2 separate regions of the Acanthopagrus latus genome follow, and region 2 is linked to region 1. The links are chromatin contacts, called in public Hi-C maps. All regions are on one chromosome and are shown on one strand. Each heading gives the region's core, a stretch centred on a gene start, on an enhancer-like site or on the middle of the called end of the contact. The rest is flanking DNA. Distances are from core to core; before and after follow the strand shown. Region 1 holds the start of LOC119005790 (trafficking kinesin-binding protein 1-like). Region 2 holds the start of cmtm8b (CKLF-like MARVEL transmembrane domain-containing protein 8b).

The links. A called contact is a pair of places that touch in the nucleus more often than the background predicts.
Region 2: a Hi-C map of liver shows a contact between it and region 1, with 3 times the contacts expected there. The contact joins the promoter of cmtm8b here to the promoter of LOC119005790 in region 1. A contact is called at or near these places in 3 of 4 Hi-C or Micro-C datasets (liver and muscle).

Annotation. Positions count from the first base shown.
Region 1 is chr17:10,199,294-10,205,824 of fAcaLat1.1, forward strand. LOC119005790 (trafficking kinesin-binding protein 1-like) reads right to left here and starts at 3,057. Exons shown (of 17, transcript XM_037073751.1): 1 at 2,558-3,057. It overlaps ulk4 (serine/threonine-protein kinase ULK4), which reads left to right and starts at 5,020. Exons shown (of 37, transcript XM_037074083.1): 1 at 5,020-5,242; 2 at 5,877-6,017; 3 at 6,368-6,467. The coding sequence starts at 5,066.
Region 2 is chr17:10,361,577-10,368,107 of fAcaLat1.1, forward strand. cmtm8b (CKLF-like MARVEL transmembrane domain-containing protein 8b) reads left to right here and starts at 4,100. Exons shown (of 4, transcript XM_037072967.1): 1 at 4,100-4,274; 2 at 6,312-6,485. The coding sequence starts at 4,143.

The DNA.
Region 1 (6,531 bases), core at 1,807-4,306:
AGAAACAAGGTCTGCCATTGACAGTTCATATTCTACAAGACAACAGGAAAGCAGAGAGATAAGGTTAAAAAAAAAAAAAAGCCTGGCAGATAGCACAGATACTGTTGTTACTATGGCTCAGGAGGCCATACATGGTGTTAGGCGGTTTGGCTCATCCTGCTGGGATTGAACAAAGCTGGCACAGTCAGCAGAGGAGTCTTCTTAAATCTCTCAGCCTTCAGCTCTGGTGATTGCATCAAACATGCAGCCTGGCAATGAGACACAATGTCTGCAAAGACTTGGGTTCAAGTTTTGATACTTTTGTTTCACACTTACCACTATCAACTCCTTAAATGCACTTTCCAACATGAAGGCAGAGAAAGACTGACAAAGTGAAACTTCTGACAGTCACATAAAGCAATGACTTGACTGCTTTGTGTAAAGATCTGATGCTATTTGAATTAAATACATTATATATATTATATTATAATTTTGTAATGGGTCTGACACACACTCCAGTGCAATTCACAATAACCATCAGTTCATACGCTACACAAAATAACTCCTCTAGTTAGTACATTTACAGGCTTTTTTTTTACATCCAAATGGTTGCCTCAAATGACAATTTGGTTAACAGTATCACACTATATTATGTTGTACCAGATCAAAGGTAAAATTAAGGAAAACATTTTGTAAAAAGTCAGTGTTGCTTAAGTGAGTTTTCTTTTCAATAAATTCTACTCAAACCTCAACCAGTGTAAACTGATGCACTCACACACAATACATACTGTTGTATATATTGTGCCACACATTTTAGTATTGTTCCATGTGACTTTCTTTTCAAGTGTCGGAAGCTAACTAGCCATAAATTCATAAAGTTACCCAACACTGATAGTGTGGAGCTTTGGGGTTAATATCTAGGGCCACATTGAAAGCAACCTTTGACTTTTTCTGTCGTTTCGAACGGAAATCTCTTTCTCTAGCACACTTACATGAAAGCATGTGTGCTGGCAAAGTAAAACATACAACATGTTTCCGTAGAGTGTCATACCAAAATAAATGAATGCATACTGTTCAATCTTTCAGAAGGAGGGGGCTCATGTTGGCTCATTAACAGGAGGTTCTAGGGTTACAAAACACTAATATAACACATGTCCAATGATTATGAATGATTTACCATATGCTACAAGGAGTGTGTGTGTGTGTGTGTGTGTGTGTGTGTGTGTGTGTGTGTGTGTGTGTGTGTGTGTGTGTGTGTGTGTGTGTGTGCGTGCGTGTGCGTGTGTGTGTCTGTGTGTGTGTGTGTCTGTGTGTGTGAGGTGGGACAGAGAGGTCAGATAAGAACAAACACCCCCCGCAGCCCATCTGTCAGTCGCTCTGTCCGCCAGGCAGACATGTGAGCTATCAGTTCAGGTCCAGCTTCTGGTTGTGTGAAAGTTCTCAGGAGTGTGTGTGTGTGTGTGTGTGTGTGTGTGTGTGTGTGTAGCAGTGAGACTGTACACTGGCCTTCCACAGATCATGTGCTGTTTGTTGGCAAAACCAACTGGAACCTTATTTAGTCTCTCTGAACTGGCTGAGAAACCCTCCTCCTCCTCCTCCTCCTCCTCCTCAGTGAAATAGATGAAGTTCAGTACCTTTCCCACTGACTGTATGACACTGTGTTGCAGCCCTGTTCTGGAACCACATCTCAGTAAAGTCTCACAGGCCTGCTTCAACTAACCTGTGACTCACGCCATCATTTGGTCTCTGCAATTGGATTCTGAAGGGAAACCTAATAAACATTACTTTTAATGAAGAAAATCAATTATCAAGAGATTATGGGTTAACTTAACAACAATTGCATCTTATGTAAATATAAAAATACTTTTTACAGGAATGCTCTAATTGTATGCAGGACTGGAACTATAAGCAAAGTGATTTATTTTAATATCCTATTTACATAGTGTGATTTACATATTTGGCAACTGAACCTTTTCAGGCACAAATTCAAGTTTGATACATGTATATGACCCCGCTGACAGACCAGAGTAACAATAAACGTACCTATTGACATTAGTGGACATGGTTTGTTCAGTGTCTGGGAGGTAACAAAGCTGTGATGATCAGTCAGACTCGTTGTGGACACTGAGGGGACTTCAGTCACTTTTAATGAGTGGAGGCAGATTTAGTGGATAGGATTAGGTCTACCTAAGCCTGAAATCAATCTTATTAAAAGGTGCCCACAGCCTTCAAGCTGCTGTGACACACTCCAGAGCCTCTACATGATCACTTCTGAGTCACACAAACTACTGCCAACTACTTATTAGATCAGACCAAAGGGTGGTTCTCATGCAAGAAATAACCTATTCTAATAGAGCTGAGCTAGCAAGAGCCAACAAGGTAAGTAACAGATGAGGAAGAGACTCAATAGTTTCACTCGTTAAAGGCTTGTCGGGTTGTGTCGCATGAACGGATGCTACCATGAGTAACCGCTGCACGTTATCCCAAACTGTGCGGCACGGTGCACCTGCTCCAGGATAACCGTAATCACCAAACTTTAAATCTGAGACGTTCACAAACTCACACAAAGACTTCTTACCTATGAGCAGACAGCTTGGACTTCTCTGGGGAGGCAGAAACAAGCCCAGTTCTCTCTGTTGGGCGACTAGCCAAAGACGACCGCCGGTTCACGCAGCGTGACTCTGCTCACCGACGTTTAACGGTTGAGCCAAAACGCGACGATGCAGCCGTGAAGAAGTGTTGTTTCCCCGTCGATATTGGTTCCCCCTTACCTTAACCTCAACCCCAACCTAAACTTTAATCCCAAACGCAACAAGTAGGTTTCCGAGATGCTTAACCTGACCCCGACCGTGCCCTCACCCCCCAACCAGTTGTCTCTGCTACGCCTAACCCTAAACCCTGTTCCCTGCACCGCCACATAAACCACTATCTGACAGGGGAACAGACTTCAACACGACACCGGTGTCAGAATATGAAGAACCGGAAAGAAGAATTCAGTCAGTCCTGAGCCTGTTCACAGAACTTCAGCAGCTTCTCTTTTTTTTCCTGAGCGGTGCTGACTGAATCGCTTGTTGGAAACAAAGCTGCTGAGGTGAGCCGAGTCAAAGTGGAAACAATGTTGAGCCGCATCCGGTGGGAGTGATTTCAAAATAATCTGCATTAAGAGACGTGTTAAAAATATCTGGTTTCACTTGACTATTTTTAGTAGGCTCTGGTGTACACAAGTGTATTAAGCTGAATAGACCATATAAATACCATAGAAGGTAGATGTAAAATCGACTTACCTGCAAAAATTTGTTGACATGGAATACTCTCGCGACCCTGCAGAGGATTAAGCGGCGTACATAGAATATGTACAGATGATGGATGGATGGATGGATGGATGGATGGAATACTCTGAATGACAATACCTCCAAAACGTAACTAGTCTCTGATATTGTTACACAATGATTTATAACTTGTTTATATTACATTGTAATGTGATTGTGGCTAGAATGTTTTTAATAACTGTAGATAAAAATATCTTAAGTATTTGGAACATTAATGTAACATGGTAGTGTGTCGTTGTGAGAATGTGACTATTTTACATAATATATTTTTAAAAACATAAACACCTACACCAATTGAAAGCAAAGTTTGAAATGTTTTCAGCTTAAATTGTGACTATATATGTCAGTCATGTGACTGGGTAGTTCTTCTGCCTATTTAAACCCACTGAAATGTAAGGAAGACTATAAATTGCAGCTGCCTTGGTGGATGACAGTAGCGGTCTGGCTTAGTGCTTAGCCCATCTGACTTGAAGCGAAGACATGATTTTGATTTTGTAATTCTGCTCAGTCAACTATACTGAGTAACCTGGGTGTGGCCATACAGAAAAGGGCTCCATTTTAGGCAGAATATATCGGCAATCATTAAAAGAGGTTTCCTGGTTATAAAAAATGTTTAGTTAGCAGATACAATGTTGTAAGAGGCAAATGTGGAAAACATTTTTTAATTGAATTTATTTCTTGCTTTTATTTTGTAGACCAAAATGCCTTTAGCGGAAACGGTGCTCATAGCAATTGTATGTAACCTTACAGGTTAGGAAGTTTCAAGTTCTGTGTACTGAGAGAGGAGTTCCACTGGCCCTTGTTGTTCAGTCCCTCTCCATCTATAAAATATTCTGTAACCATTCAAATTGTGTTAAGATTTCCTTAACCCCTTCTCACAGTTATACTTTTTGCTTTACAGGTCCCCTTCCCCTTCCTTACATTTTCTATTGGGGATTTATTAGACGTACATGATTGTGTGAAAGTTTTATTCTATAATTGGAAAAACCAAACTTCTATAGGCTATCGTTTAATGGCTTCATCAGGCACTCAGTGCAAAGAAAAAAGTCATCTTTCATATGAATTGCTTGGTCGGAGATTATACTAACGGATCCTGTGTAAGGACACGAAAAATTATATTGGCTGTTGCTCGAAACTGTCGAAAGTTCGACAGTTTTTGGTTGTCCAACACGCACATGGCTACATACGTTTCGCCAGTTGCAGACTGCATAAAATCCATTCAGTAGTGTCACGGGTGGCTTGTGTCCTGCTGACGGTTTCATTCGAAGCATGACGTAATTGTACTCTGATGTGTGTGTGTGTGTGTGTGTGTGTGTGTGTGTGTGCGTGCGTGCGTGCGCGCGTGTGTGTGTTTTGGGGGGGGGCATTATGTCTGCACAGTGAGCAATATAACAATCATGTAGTTTTGCCCCAATACATTTTAGAAATTGATATAATACAATTCAAGTTAGAAGAAAAAAAGAGAAGAAAATATAAGCCTCTAAAATGTACAGAAAATCAGATTGAGAATGAGAGAAACCAGGCCAAGGGTTGGAAATTTCTGTAGTTCGCAGATTATTGGACTACATTTGTTTAATATATCCCACTTTTTACAGTGTCTTACAGTCATTTATAGTTATTGCTGCACTCCACGCGGACCAGGGAGCGCGGTCTGTTGTATGCACTTTTGTATCCTAGCAACGCAGGAATATGCCATTTGGAGGTGATCAAGTTAAAACCAAAAATCCTTCAAACAATCAAACCGACGTTTTTCTTGAATGATGTGTATGTTTAAGTATTTTAGGAACACAAATGCACGTCTTTGTACACATGTGATCACACTGGTGAATAGAATTAGTTTTTCATTTTATCTGAAGTATCTCAGACTTCCCTCTTCCAGTTGGAATTACGTGGCCCATCAGTCTTCCGCCATCAAACAGTGGGCTGCTGAGGAGGTAAGTTCTAAAATACTTAACTGATATGAAGTGAGGAATAGTAAACATTATTATCCACGTTTTTGTGCCTGTGTGTAGAGTTGCATTCAGTTTAATCTAATTCTGCCAGTTTTTAGGAGTTGCATCCAACTTCTGTCTCCTTACAAGCGAACAAACTGTTCTTCCGAAAGACGTTAACGTTAGACGATATCGTTTGCGGCTGATGAACCACAAACATATAAGCCAACCGTTAGCTTCTTATTTGACAGCATGAACTTAACGCTTAGTATTTTATTCATAAACTCAAAACTTTTAAATCTCTTTCAAACACGACCAATTATTTTACCCAAATGGCGTCCTTTCTTCGTCTAAAGTTAAAATTCTCCTTTTAGGAAACGCTTTCCCATCTAGTCCAGCCAGGTGTTCTGCAGCTAGCTGAATTAGCCATTACCGTGATTATAAGCAGCTGGTTAAATTTAGAGGCAGCATATTAACAGGCTACTATATAAAGTTTATGTTTTTTAATTGTGTACTTAATAATTGTGTTATTCAAAATATCCTGTATCCTGCCAGAGCAAATATCCATTGCAAATGCACTAGCACTGTATATATTACTGTAATATATTATAGTCTGAGGCCTCCTTCTTTCCAACAGTCGATGGAGAACTTTATTCTGTATGAGGAGCTTGGGGCAGGCAGTAGCTCTGTGGTCTATAAAGGAAGAAAGAAGGGCAATCTCAACTATGTAGCCATCATCTGCGCCAACAAAGCTGGGAGACCTCACATCACTAACCATGTAAGATAATACCATTAAGCTGAATAAACCTGTTTTAAGACATCTGTTGCATTTTCATAACATTGATAATACTATTGCTTTATGGAACCAGAAGACACTTGAAATCAGCAACTATGTTAAGATACTACTAACTATGTTGTCATCAGACAAACAAGAGCATTACGACATTGGAGATGTGAGCCCTGTCTCTCTGTCTGAATTTCCCAAATTTTAATCAGCATTGTCTAACAAACAGTCTGGAGATCATAGGGATACTAGACAAGAACTCTTTTAAGGATTCATTTTGCTTTGGGCTTTGTAACAAAGTATCCCTACTGTACAGATTCAGTCTTGTTTCTGTCCCCTGTTAGGTACGTCTCTCACATGATCTGAATCATCCTAACATAGTATCCTTCTATGAGTGGTATGAGACAAGTAACCACCTCTGGTTGGTGGTGGAGCTCTGTACAGGTCAGTCATGCACCATTAGACATAATAACTTACTGTTTTTTCAGCCATCATAGGATGTTAAGAA
Region 2 (6,531 bases), core at 2,850-5,349, 160 kb after region 1:
TTCAGCAGGGATGATTTTCTGGCGCTAAAAAGGTTTTCCTCCACCTCACCTGTAGACTTTCAATCTACTGTAGTTGTTTCTTCAAGATTCAATAAATTTATCACATCTTGGTAGACTTTTGTCATTTTGCACAACTCAAACCATCTCTTAAAATCTTTAAAGATGAAAATCCGAATTCATGCAGCCAGGTTGCATTGCCAGTTCATTCTACTGCATAGTTGTAGCAAGCTACAAGTGATTAACGGTAAACTGAAGTCCCACTGGATTGCTGTAAAGCCTGCCATGGAGACAAATAATGGCACCAGGTGATTGGAGATGTAAAAAAGAGGAGTCATTAAGCTTTATAGTAGCTGGAGCAGGAAGACAAGGAGGACAAAGGGGGGGATGAGGAAGATGGAGGTTGTGTTCAGCGCTTTCAAATAACTTTATAGCAACTCTCCCCAACAGCATCATCAATCAAGGTTTCCTGTGTGTGTGGCTGAGGAGAGAGTCCACTCTAATGTGAGCACATCGACAAGTGGCTTCTATTATTCATACGTTCAGTACAGATACTGTGTTGGCAGTACTCTTGTGTGTGTGTGTGTGTGCGTGTGTGTGTGTGTGTGTGTGTGTGTGTGTGCGCGCATGTGTGTGTTATATAAGATGAGAAGGGATAAGTGCATGCTTTTGAATACAAATAATAAATGTGTTACCTTTCCCTCCATTCATTCTGCAGAGTGGAAACACAAACCAAAGAACTATACTACAAACTATAAATTGGAATTACCCATAAATATAAAAATCACCATAAAAGCCTCTGAACAGCCAGAACATTATACACAAAAATGAAAAAAGAGAAGAATTTTCTATAATTAACAAACTTTTTTCATTTGCTTTATTAATTATCTTCTATTAAGGAATCATCTATAATTAACCTTTCAAATATAACACAGAGCATAGACTGCAACGGCAATCTGTCAAAGGGAATTCCTAAACGGTTAACACTGAAAACTTTCTGAAGGTGGCCACACTCAATCTGTCAAGAAATAATTAAGAATATGCTCTGACATTAGTAAATGACATTGAGATTGTGTTTCCATTTTTAATTAATTGAATGAAAGTGAAATGACCTCAGTCCTGCTGTAATAATTAGCTGTTAGACAGCTTATATAGAAAATCTATTGGTCTCAAGAAAGACTAATAGGCGCAGGCTGCCTATCCATCGGCAGAAATGCCTTGATTGACTATTTTATTTTCATTGTATTGGCTACATGTAGCCATTGATAGTCAACAAAAGCCGGCCTGTTGGTTCAGTAAATGGAGATACAGAGTAATGGGGAGTATGGATTGCTGCGGTGGATGGATCGCTGTTCAGAGCAGAATGTGCTCATCAGGGCAGAATTAGACTATCGAGTAGAATAAGATAAAGCATGTAAAATATCCAGTCAGATAATGCATCGCCCTGGCTATCGACTGCACCATCTCAGTGTGAAGGTTATTGGTCTATTTGTTTGCATGTGTTGAAGGAGAGGAGGAGCTGCTTTGATTTTACGTCCAAAAGTTCTAGTGGCTTCAATGACAATCGATTTCATTGTAATGAAACTAATGATGATAGTTTAAAGTCACCCGGCTGTTTGAGTCACTGCTGTCCAATCAGAGTTAAAGCTTGACTTGCCTTCTTGGGGATCTGCTGCCAGAGTTGACAGGATATTGTCTCACTGACTAAATTCAAATACAACTGAAATGAAACTCTGTTTCATCATATAGGGGTTATTTTTTTGTTTATCAATACAAACCTTGGAACACTTTATTTCCCTCTGTTCCAACCTTTTCTACTCTGTCCTGGAAAAACACACAGACATGCACCATTATGTTCTGGGTCACCCAAGTTAAAGGCAGGTGACCCCAAAGAGTATGTGGTATTAGCCATGTTAGCTTAACCAAGCTGCGACACAATTAGTAAATAAAACCACTATTTACAAGCCCTCAGTGATAACAGTGCCTCTTGTTGGCCTCAACTGTTTGTCTTTTGTCCCCGTTTTTCCTCTTACTTGTTATCATGTGTGACTACTGCCCCCCAGTGGTCAAAGACAATCACTGCCTCTATGGCTGCACTGCAGCAGTGTTTTAATTAGGCCAGATATCTCTCTTCTCTCTTAGTGGTCCAAAACAACTTAATGCAGCAGCAAGCTCTGAGCAAGAGGAGGCCCCTCCTTCTCCTCGACTGTGTACTAGAACACAACAATCTTTTACTTCTGAGAGACTCTGCATTTTTTTAACTTCTGTTTTTGTTTCTGTTTCCACTCAGACGCGCGGGAACCTCTCACTCTCCTGCCTCACACATGCTGGATGTGGAGCGTCATACCTTCAGGGCCCCCCTCATGGATCATTGCTTACTTCTGTTTTACAATCTTACTATTATTATTATTATTTAAAAAAAACAAAACAAAAAAAAAACAAACACTGGGTAAAAAATAAAAATGACCATCTGTACACATTCTGATGATTCTTTCGATAATCTTGTCATCCTGTCCTGTTCCAAGTCACCATGATAGAGAGGAGGTCGTGTAGCCACACCTTGGCCTGCCCATCCTCCTGAATTTACTGTCTTCACATGTATATTTTAGAATCTACTTTTATCAGATATTTTAACTCATTGTAGTTTCTTTACTGTTTGACGCTGTTGGTCTGTTTGGTACATGGGACATTTATTGTTGGTCCGTCATTCTTGGCAGAGGGATCCCTCCTCTGCGGCTCTTTCTGGGGTTTCTTCAATTTTGTGTATTTTCTCTCTCGCTACAAGGGTTTCCTTACTTGAATCAAGGGTCTAAGGAGAGAATGTGTGCACTGTGCAGATTGTACTACCCACTGGGGCAATGTTAGTTGTGATAGGCTTTATAAATACAAATGACTTGACTCTTTTTGGGGTTTGTTCATTCACATGGATGTTTAAGCTTCAGTGTGCTCAGCTTAAATCTGAGTTTAACATGATCGCAAATTCGGAGCCAACGTTGGTCCAATATGCAGCTTCCGCAAGTATAAGTGCACACACACCGAGACTGGGCATTTCTCCTTTCCTTAATGTACTCTGTAGTTAAACTTGAAATGTTATTTTAAGAATCTTGAACAAAGACACTGATCTTTAAAGTAGAATGTAGAAATCATATCAGACACAGATTGTTATTTAAAGGGTGCATGTGTCAGAAGACAGGGAGGGATCTTTAAAGTGATCTCGGCTGGTTTCATTTCATTTCATTTCACTGAATCTGCTGGATTTGCAGATTAAACTTTGAGATAAGTAACGCGCCACAGTGTGTCGCCCTTATTTTCAAAGTTGCATTAGTATTAATTGTGATTCAGGTGTGAGTGAAAATGTCCCCTGCTGGTGTCTTTAAGGATGCTTCACCATTCAGCTAATCAAGTATTAGAGCTTATTAATAGTGACATTAGTAGGCTGTTTTCACATTAAGTGAAAGTCTTTCCGTGTTTGTTTTCAGAGTCTTTATGTTGTCGTTCTGTTATAACTGCCCTCTGTGCATTCTTAAATGCACCACAAACAAAAATCCTTCATGGTTGTGCATTAGCTAACACAACCAAATTGATTTTCACTGTATTGCTGAACACAGTGACCACATAACAGCAATAACATAACAATAATTGTAGTTTGGTTGTTTGCTAGAAGAAGCACTACTGTGGCCCCCTAACACAGACGCCACCTCTGCCTCCAGCCTGCCAGCCTTATTCATCATCAGTAGCAGATTTGTCATCATCAGCTTCTGTACTACTGTCATCTCCATTCCCTTCCTATTTATTGCCACCTCTGAGCCAAATCAAACATGTGACGTAGCGGCATGGCCTCCGTCACGCTATTGTTTCAACTGTTTTTGTGCGAAATTGGCTCTACAGTGTAGAGTTGTTCACTTTAAAGCACCCAACAGAGAGAAGTCATTTTTCTTCAATCAGTTATTTTGTAATGAAAGTGTGTGAGACAAGGCACAACTCAAATGTTTGTGTGTGCAATTGTTGTTGATATGTGAGCTGATATACAGTATTCATCAGCTCAAAGAGGGGTGTCCTTGTCAGAGTCCGGGACAGGAACACGGCTTCCTCTCCGAAAGCGACAGCCTGACTGAAAGCACACAGACCGCCAGCGTCAGTGCACCATGGACAGGGCTGCAGTGGTGTCGGCCCGCAGGACTCCCTCAGTACCAGAATGCAACATCTCAACCTCCACCCTGGCCTTCGACCATCACTTCACCACAACTGCCACAGGATTACTCCTCCTGGCTGAGATAGTAAGTGTGAATATGGATTCCAAGATGTTTGGCGCCTGATTTGATGACAAGAAGTTACTTCTGGGATAACTGATTGTACATTTAATGGAGCAGTGACAGGAAGTGGAAATAATTATAATGTTTATGAGAGACAGTAATAGAGAAGACGAGACGACGTTTCTTTGAGGGTAGCACAGTACAACATGTATGAGGGCAGGTTCTGTACACAAATACATTTTTTAATCCTTTTCTTTGAAAAAGATCTGAAATTCACGAGTAAAAAAAAAGTCATGAAAGGATTCAAGTATCATTCCTTCGACTGCATTTAACGGATTTACAGAAAATCTATGAACCTATTTTCAAGGAAAATAGGAAGTTAACCAAAAACATGCCAAGCATATTGACTCTTCCTCCTTTTATCTCTCTCATTGTCTCCCTTCCTTTCTAAATCAGCAGCGGGAAAAAGTCTGGACAGTTTTTCTGTAAATACAGTCTGGCTGGCTGCCATACAGAGGCTGGGCAGGCCACTGTCAGACTAATCTGATTGGAAATGACTGCAGAGAGTTTTAAGTCAAATTTTATTGCAATCGCACTTCAAACTTGTCGATTTATGTAACAGATTGTGGGATCATTGCTTTCAATTCATCGATAAATTTGAGGATTGATAAAAAAAATCTAAATTGCATCCTGAAAACACCACATTTGACTGCTTATTCAGGGTTAAATTACTAGGACAGGTGCACTGAAACATCTCAGTGACTTGGCAGATGACCTGTGAGGGATTCCATTTAAACAGAGCTAAAATTAAACTTGAACTCGTGTTTTACAGAAAATGTTTTCTTGTCGGATGTGAAACATCCAGCAGGAATCTTTTGTTGTGAAACAGGAAGGGTGGGATCGGTTTTGGCGCAAGAGGAAAGAGATTTAGTTCCTCCACACAACACTTCAGATTCAGAGGAGATGGAGGCACGTTGGGTGCAAGTTATTGTAGTTAACTGAGACTGACCTTAAAATTAGATGACGCAAACATTCTAGAGAACAGAAATTGGAACAAACTGAAATAATATTGATAGGAGGTGCTTTACAAGGGGCTGTGTTTGTATCTTGCTCCTGATGAATGCCCTCACCACTTCCCAGTGGTATAAAAAAAAAAAAAAAAGAACAATGAAGCTGTAAAGACCAGTGATGGAATATAAGCAGTCCTACATGTTCTTAAATCCAGTGCATTCTACTTACGGATTTCCATTTTTAATTAGTTTGATTTGCAATCAGATAAAAAAAACTAATTGCATGACACTGATTCTGATCATTTAATGAAAATGCTGAATATTGACTGATAATCATCCAGGCTGATGATTGGTTGACATATATACAATGTATACTTATACATTAATATATGTAGAATTGAACTATTGTTTCATTTTGTGTAGTATAATATGTATGTATTTTTGATATTTGTTGGTGGCTATGTATATATTTGCAGTGAATATGTTGTGTATATTGTATAACGTGTATACACGTAACACAATATGTGACAAATGTTCTAATTGTAAGTTGCTTTGGACAAAAGCGTCTGCCAAATGCCCTTAATGTAAATGTAAACAATATGTTGTCTTCATCTTTTCATCCCTTTATCTCATTAAGTTTTTTTTGCATTTCACTCCACATTGTATTGAATGCTCTCTGTATATGTCAAGAAAAGAGCTTTGAATTTACTTTTACTCGTCTTTGACACTACAGTAAGTACATGTATTGCCCCCAAACTAATGTTGAGGTTTATGTAAATTCAGTGTGAGATATAATATGACTTTAGGGTTCTTCTTGCTTTATTGAATTTCCCATACCGGCTAAGATCTACAGTAACTGCTGTAGCTTTGACCTGTATACACAGAGATTATATAGAGAACAACTATGCCAACCTGTCCCACCACATTTGTCTCTCTTCTGCTCATGTTACTAGTTTCATCTTTTTCCTGCGTTTGTTTTTCATTTCCTTCTTTCACTCTGAAGTAAATCAAGAAGTCATTTGAGGTCTTAAATTACTCCCTTGCCCCCCAGGTGTGTGGCATGTTGGTGTGGATTCTGGTCGGGGGTACCGAGTACTTCCGGCTGTCTGCTCTCTGCTGGGTCATGTTTTTTGCTGTCGTGTGTTGGGTTCTGACCGTTTGCCTGTTTATAGTTTACCTCATTGGAGTCCACAACAGGATACCACAGATCCCCTGGACAACCCTGGTAACAAATGCACACACACACACACACACACACACACACACACACA